Regions from separate parts of the Mus musculus genome. Here region 1 is linked to region 2. A link is a contact called in public Hi-C data. All regions are on one chromosome and are shown on one strand. Each heading gives the region's core, a stretch centred on a gene start, on an enhancer-like site or on the middle of the called end of the contact. The rest is flanking DNA. Distances are from core to core; before and after follow the strand shown. Region 1 overlaps Plppr1 (phospholipid phosphatase related 1). Region 2 overlaps Gm52718 (a long non-coding RNA gene).

The links. Hi-C and Micro-C count contacts between places; a contact is called where the count stands out from the background.
Region 1: a Hi-C map of forebrain shows a contact between it and region 2, with 2.9 times the contacts expected there. The contact joins two enhancer-like sites. A contact is called at or near these places in 1 of 39 promoter capture datasets (hippocampal neurons), 1 of 15 datasets of contacts at CTCF or cohesin (hippocampal excitatory neurons), 23 of 484 Hi-C or Micro-C datasets (cardiomyocytes, cerebellar granule neurons, cerebral cortex and 9 more), 6 of 115 datasets of contacts at active chromatin or transcription factors (SST interneurons, astrocytes, embryonic basal ganglia and 3 more) and 1 of 9 other capture datasets (embryonic stem cells).

Annotation. Positions count from the first base shown.
Region 1 is chr4:49,211,680-49,215,097 of GRCm38.p6, reverse strand. All of the region lies in intron 2 of Plppr1 (phospholipid phosphatase related 1), which reads right to left. Among named protein-coding and RNA genes, the nearest start is that of Gm32657, 32 kb to the left of the region's middle. Within about 2 kb of position 2,082, at least 10 of the 459 cell types and tissues checked have an H3K27ac peak or open chromatin away from gene starts, as enhancers often do. A contact at or near this core is called in forebrain and hippocampal neurons, where this site is marked.
Region 2 is chr4:48,778,153-48,781,534 of GRCm38.p6, reverse strand. The region is part of intron 1 of Gm52718 (a long non-coding RNA gene); the gene reads right to left. Among named protein-coding and RNA genes, the nearest start is that of Gm52718, 4.7 kb to the right of the region's middle. Within about 2 kb of position 1,749, at least 22 of the 459 cell types and tissues checked have an H3K27ac peak or open chromatin away from gene starts, as enhancers often do. A contact at or near this core is called in forebrain and hippocampal neurons, where this site is marked.

The DNA.
Region 1 (3,418 bases), core at 833-3,332, 430 kb before region 2:
GCTCCTGGTCCCTTGGCATTCAGGACAAGATCATCTTGCTGGTCCTCACTTCTCTTATTTTGTGAGATCTTGTTTTAACTGGGACCTGGACCCATTCTAAAGGAGTCTCACTCACTCCCTCAGAAAATCAAAAACCAAGAATGGAGTTCTGCCTTTAAAACTAGCCTGGGGACCATGATACTTACCAAAATGGACAACTGAATATTGATTGCACCAAAAACACCATTAAGTGATGTTTGTCCAGAAAAGTATAGGCAAAAAATTTTATCATTAATATTTGCCACTGTAATTTAAAAGCCATATAAATTCATTGTTCTGCTATCTAGTAAAGTTTCTTCCTAAAATCATGTAAGCCCCCAAAATTCACATATAGCAGGATTAAACTACCCAGAGGCTGTCTCTTCTGTCGGTTTTTGGTGTGTGTGTGTGTGTGTGTGTGTGTGTGTGTGTGTGTGTGTCTATGCAAGTACACACAGGCACAAGTGTATAATTGGCTTACTTTCATCTTTGTGCCAAAACTGTTACTTTAAAATTATTCTTGTCAAGCATGTGTTACTCAGCAAGAATGCTCGGGTGCCTCACCTCATTAATTTTTCAAAAGCTCTCATGATGCATTCCTATTTCTTTCTGTTTAACAAAGTAACTGAAATCTTAAAGGACAAACAAGTTTGTATCGGCAACAAACAATAGAGCCAGGACTTGAGTCCAGAAAGCTTCATAACAACTTATATATTTTCCATTTCATTTTAGAAGACAATAAGATTCTGATATTTTTCTATAAGCAGAAACCAGTTTATTATTTTATTTATTTATTTCACTATTATTTATTTATTTAAAAACTGGAGACAAAACTTTCAATATGAATTAGGTATACAAATCTGAAAGAATCAAAATGTGAGGCTCATATACAAACAGGTAAAATGACTTAATCTAAGAAGCTGCAAGCTCAGGTTAGAAATGCAGGTACAGAGACATCCTTCTTCCCAAATCAGAGACACTTAAGGCAACGGACACAGATGGCATTCAATGCCCAAAGAGTGATGCACGGTTACTTCCCTTCCACCCTAAGGAAATCAAAATCAAGTTCTTGGCAAACATTGTATTATTTATTTATCTCCAGGATATGATTTATCATCATCATCTGATAGGTTCAATCTGAGAGGAATGAATTGTCAAACACGGGCAATAAAACTTGCAAGTACAGTCAACCACCAAAATGAGAAAACTAACCCTGGCTCATGCATACATGTCAAGCCTCTGCTGCATACATTATGGAAAGGTTTCCAGCCCCCAGTCTCTTCTGAGGAAGCACAGCTCCACATAGAGTTGGTCTTAGCACAAATACATTTGAAAGAGATTTGAAGGTGCAGTTTAGTAACGATTTTACAGAGGATACAATAAAATTGTCCTTAGAGAAATCTATTTGTATGTGGAGACATTTGTCCAAAACAGATAGTTACTATTAAGCATTTTGGGGGGAAAATGTCTAATTTTGCAAGGGAGCATGGGATACCACAAACAACACACATTATTTTTGTTCAGACTCCTGAGACACCAATTTATGAGTCTTTCCTTAGGGAAATGCTCTCTCTATAGATTCTCAAGCATGAAATGCGTTGCTGAAATAACAGATAAAGAAAAGGCAAGATGGAGACAGCAGGATGCAGAAAGGAGGGAGTGTACAAAAAAACACAGAAAGACTCCTGAGTCCTTTGGCACTGTTTTAATTTTCCTCTAACTGTTAGACTCTCAGTCCTGTGTCTTGATCCCTCCAAGATATTCCTAACTGTAAGATGCAGAAACAAAGCTGAGAGAGCCATGCCTCCTGTTAAAAATGAATTTTTCTCCTATTCCATCTGATTTCTCTGGCCTCTGTCCAGACAAACATTTGCTACTTTTTGCTTTTTCTACTGCAATTAGATCAGTGAAAAGCTAAAGTCTATTGGTCTGAAATACCACATGGATTTTTCTCTGATTGTGCTAAAACCCTTCCGTTCCAGACCCTCAGATCCTTATCCACATGTTAAGATTTCAGTGTCAGAGACAGAACCTGCTGGCGCTGGGAGGAGACAAAGGATTCATTCTGTCTGCCCAGCATTGCTTGCGTCTTAACCTATCTGCTTTCCTCCCAACGCTCTGCCCTTCCTTTTGGTCCGGTCATTATTTTCTACATGCGCTTTTGTAATCTATAAGCACTGACCCCTCTCATTTTTGTACAATTCCAGAAATGCCCAGGGTAATGCTGCTCCTGACTGTCATGGCCACAAGACGATATGTGCGGCTCAGCGCCTCACCAGGCAGCTCACTGCCACCTCTTCCAAGTGAGTCCAAAGCAAGTTCCTGCTTCTCTGGGAAATTTGAATTAGGGGTGTTGGTTCATGGCTATTCTCCTCACCAACTTCCAGGAATAAAACAAACATACCCAGTCTATGCTTATATAAAAGTAGCGAAGAAAATGCACTTGAGAGTTCAACACTGGGCAACAGGTGTCTCTCATCCTTGCCTTGTATTCATCTCAGCAGGGCTACGAAATCCTGCCTTACAAGGAGTTTTATAAGCGCCAAGTTACAGAAGAAGCTTAGTTACATGAAAACCATTTAGAAAAGGCAATCACCTAGTGCCTCAGGGAAACTGTAGACATTAATATTTTCTTGAGTTAATAAATTGATGGAAAAAGGTAATGGAAAAACCTAGTACAAAACACATACCTTTCTCTCATTCTCTCCTCTCCTCTTTCTTCCTCTCTCCCTCCCTCCTTCCCTCCCTCCCTCCCTCCCTCCCTCCCTTCTTTCTTCCCTCCCTTCCTCTCTCCCTTCCTTCTTCTCTCCCTTCCTTCCCTCTTTCTCTCTCTTTCTGTTGAATTCACAGGTTAAACTGAAACAGAAAAGGTACTAGAAACGCTGGTGGTGATGCATAGACACAAGCCCCAGTGGGCCCATGGTGGTGATGCATAGACACAAGCCCCGGTGGGCCCAGGTGAGTGTAGAGAAAGAGTTACAGATCAATCTCAGTATTGGGGTTTGGACCTTAGTGTCCACAATATAGGACAGGAGGACTTGTTTTGGAAGGACAACACCTGTGTAAAAGCCAGTATTCCTGAAAAGTCGCTCTTCGCTCTCAAGAACAAAGACACTGCTAGCATAAGAAGAACACAGGGAGAAAAATGCTCTGACTTTGGGGCCATGGGAGTTGGGGCTCCAATAATAAAACCAAAGTGCAAGAGTTATAGTCATTCAAAATCCCTCCAAAGCGTTACTCCCAAAACCTAACACCCACATGAATCCTAAAAGAATCTATCCACTGAGCGCCACACGGTGGCAGACACAACAAATAAGATGACTAATCACCTTATTCTGAGAGTACGTAAAATGCATGTGGTACAATGAAAGACACGCAAGAAAGGCAAAAGCAATGAAAT
Region 2 (3,382 bases), core at 500-2,999:
ATTAGGGCCCAGAGGCAGACACTTACAGAGGAAGAACACAGAGAGGGAGGATTCCACAGGCATGCCAAGGAATGCCTGAGCTACTAGACACCAGCAGAAAGTCCGGAAGCAGATCTTGCTCAGAGCCTTCTAAAAAAAAAAAAGACCTGAATGCACCCTGAATTCAGACTTCCAGATGCTGAAACTGTGAGACACTAAATTCTAGTGTTGAAACCAGCCAGCTTGTTATGTGTTGCTACAGTAATTCTGGGAAACTACGACATCATCAAAAGAACAGTGCTGGGCTTGTATCTTGGTGGAAAGGCGGGTGCTAAGCATGCAAATGTCCCTGGTTTCAATACTAGAGCAAGCAGAAAGAGGAAAGTACTGGTCTCAACCTGATTTACAGATCAAAACAAGACCACAAACCCAGGGGTATAAGTATACGAGGCACTTGAGATATACTGTCAAAAAAGGTACAGACCAGACAGACCTGAGCAGGGAACATTAAAGAACTGTCGAGGTAGGACTGCAGTGCCAAAGCAGAGGCTTTGTGCTTCCAAACACAAAGATGTGGGGCGCAGTGACCCCCAACCTCCCTACTGCTGTGACTCCTTAGTACAGCTCCTCATGGTGTGGGGACCCCCAACTATAAAATTATTTTTGTGGCTACTTCATAACTGTCATTTTGCTCCTGTTATAAATCATAATGTAAATATCTGATATGCGACCCTTGTGAAAGGGTTATTTAACCCCCAAAGGCGTCTCGACCCACAGGTTAAGAAGAGCTGGTGTGGCAGGTACTCAGAGCAATCTAGTAGATGAGGAAAATCTTCCTGGAGAAGGAGGAGTCCAACTTCATTGTGAAGACGGAAAAAAACTGGCGAGATGTGACAGAAGATAATTGTTCTCTTAAGGAGTCTGGCAACTTCTTAATACAGGACTGTGTGTGTAACAGGATGTTATCTTTAAAGGGTTTCCCATATGCATGCTTAAACCTAACACATCCAAAGTATGGTGCCAGCTCGAAAGAGGTGGCTGGAGAATTAAAACCACATACTGCTCTTCAAAGGAGTCAAGTCTGATTCCCAGCACCCATGACAAGAAACTCACAACTTCCTATAACCCCGACTGTAGGAGATCTAGCACTCTCTTCTAACTCCCTTGGGCACCTGAACTCACATGCACATATTCACACACGGACACAGACATATACACAATTAGAAATAAATCTTTTTTTATATAAGTATGGTGCTTCTGAAGCTGGAGAGGCCACAGAGCAATAATCTGCAGAGGCAGTAGTCATAGAACAGAGCAGTGCTGGTTAGTGGGAGCAACCAACTGGCCCTGTCATAGGGATCTGAGAACAAGAAGGCCAATGAATAGGCTGTGTAGAAAACGGCTGTGCCTGCTCAGTGCATCTGAGACACCACATCACTGGGACCATTGAGGAGAAGCAGAAAGCAAGGGTTTTGCAAAGGCTTGCAATGGCAAATGGAAGCAGACCCAAAGAAATAAAAATTTAAATAATAAAGGTTTCAGAGGCTGCTGCACATAACCAAGAATGAGTAAATAAAGCAAGAAAGATACATCACCCCGTCCTGTCAGTCAACATTTGGTCCAATCTGCATGTGCATTTATTTTATCATCTCGTGTTAATTTGTCATCATTATCACTTACCAATACCCATTTCTTGAAAGCAACCTATTTTGGGAGTGATCGCTTCCTACCACAAATGAGGCTGCTTTAATGGCTCCAGTGAGTAGCAATCTAATGGGGCCGACAGCGGCTGCTAGCAGGAGCACAGACAGATGCACGCCGACCTCTTTTGTGTGGCAACGCTCTGCTAATTGGGTCTAATGGAGGAGTTGGAGGCATTCTCCTTCTGTTTTCCAAATGATATTAATGTCTTCATGAGGTTAATGAAACCGCTAACACCAGCCAACCGTGAAAAGTTTCCTGCATAATACAATCCACCTATTTGGGATCTTATGCAAACACAAGTTATTCTTGTCATGGTTGGGCTTACGATGCATACTACTGGGATTTCTACTTCTTTTCTTTCCTAAAGACCAGAATCAGAGGGCAAAGGATCTGATCTGATTTGGATTCCAAGGTTAAGATTGTCCCAAGATTTAACCAGAGGCTTTATGGTCTCTACCGCCCCCTGCCGGCCAGATGAAGGAGGCTTTCAAGACCCCTTGGGACTTGGAGTACCAGAAGAGAAAACATGAAGAGCTATTATTTGTTTTTTGGCTTGAGGCTTTGTTTGGTTTTGAGACATCATAACATCACTTCTCCATTCCCTTTTGCCCCTCCAAACCCTCCCATACACCCTTCCTCTCTTTTTTCAAACTCATGGGGTGTTTTTTTTTCATTAATTATTGTTACGTGGGGGAGGAGGGGGTGGTACTCTTGTATGCATAAATACTTCCTGATCAGACTGTATCACGAATGATACCTGTATGTATGTTTTCAGACACGACTATTTGGTATTGCTTAACCACCTGGTGTGCTCTTCTCTGGGGAAGACTATCTCTCCCACTGTAGTTCTTTGTATGGAATTGAGGTCTCATGGTTTCCCCCCACCCCTGTCCATTTTGGCATGTCCATTATTGTTGTTCTCATTCAGCTCATGTCTAGGCAGTCATGTTGGTGAAGCTTTAGGGGACATTGCTAGAAGACACAATCTCACAGCAAGCTTTCTCATCCTTTGTTTCTTACAATCCCCTTCTTCAGTGAACCCTGAGTGTTAGATGTGGGAATCATTTTGTAGGTGTACTCATTGGGACCAGTTTCCATGACTCTGAATTTTGATTGACAGTAATTTTCTATAATGTTTCTGCCTCTTGCAATAATAAGTATCCTTGGTGAGGGATGAAGACTGTAGTTACCTGTGGTCAAATATGTAGAGTATAGTTAGGGAGATGTTGGTTTAACAAAGTCCTGGTTGTGTGTTCTCTTCAAGTATCTGTGCTTTCACCAGCCCTGAGTGGTTGGCTAGGTTCCAGTATCAGGCATGATTTCCTTCTTGTTAAGTGAGTTTTAGATCCAATTAGAGAGCTGTTGGTTCCTGCCAAGGTCTGCATGCCTCTACTGCACCTTTGGGGTCATCGTGCCATGCTGGCCATCGTTGTGGGCCATAGGAGTCATATAGGGGTAAGACCATTGGTTACTTCTCTCCTTTGGAAGCTTTCATGGTATCTGAAGCTACCACAAAAGCTAGTCCTCAGGGAGGAAGCTTCCAGGTCAGATGCAGCTTAGGGACCTCAGGAGTCTACATCTAAATGACATGTTGTCTTCAGCAATAGTAACTAACTTTCCACCTCTGGGGGACAACCAAGAGCAATAAAAATAGTCTGTAATGTTTTGAGAGTCTATTGGACAAACCTAGCCAACATCT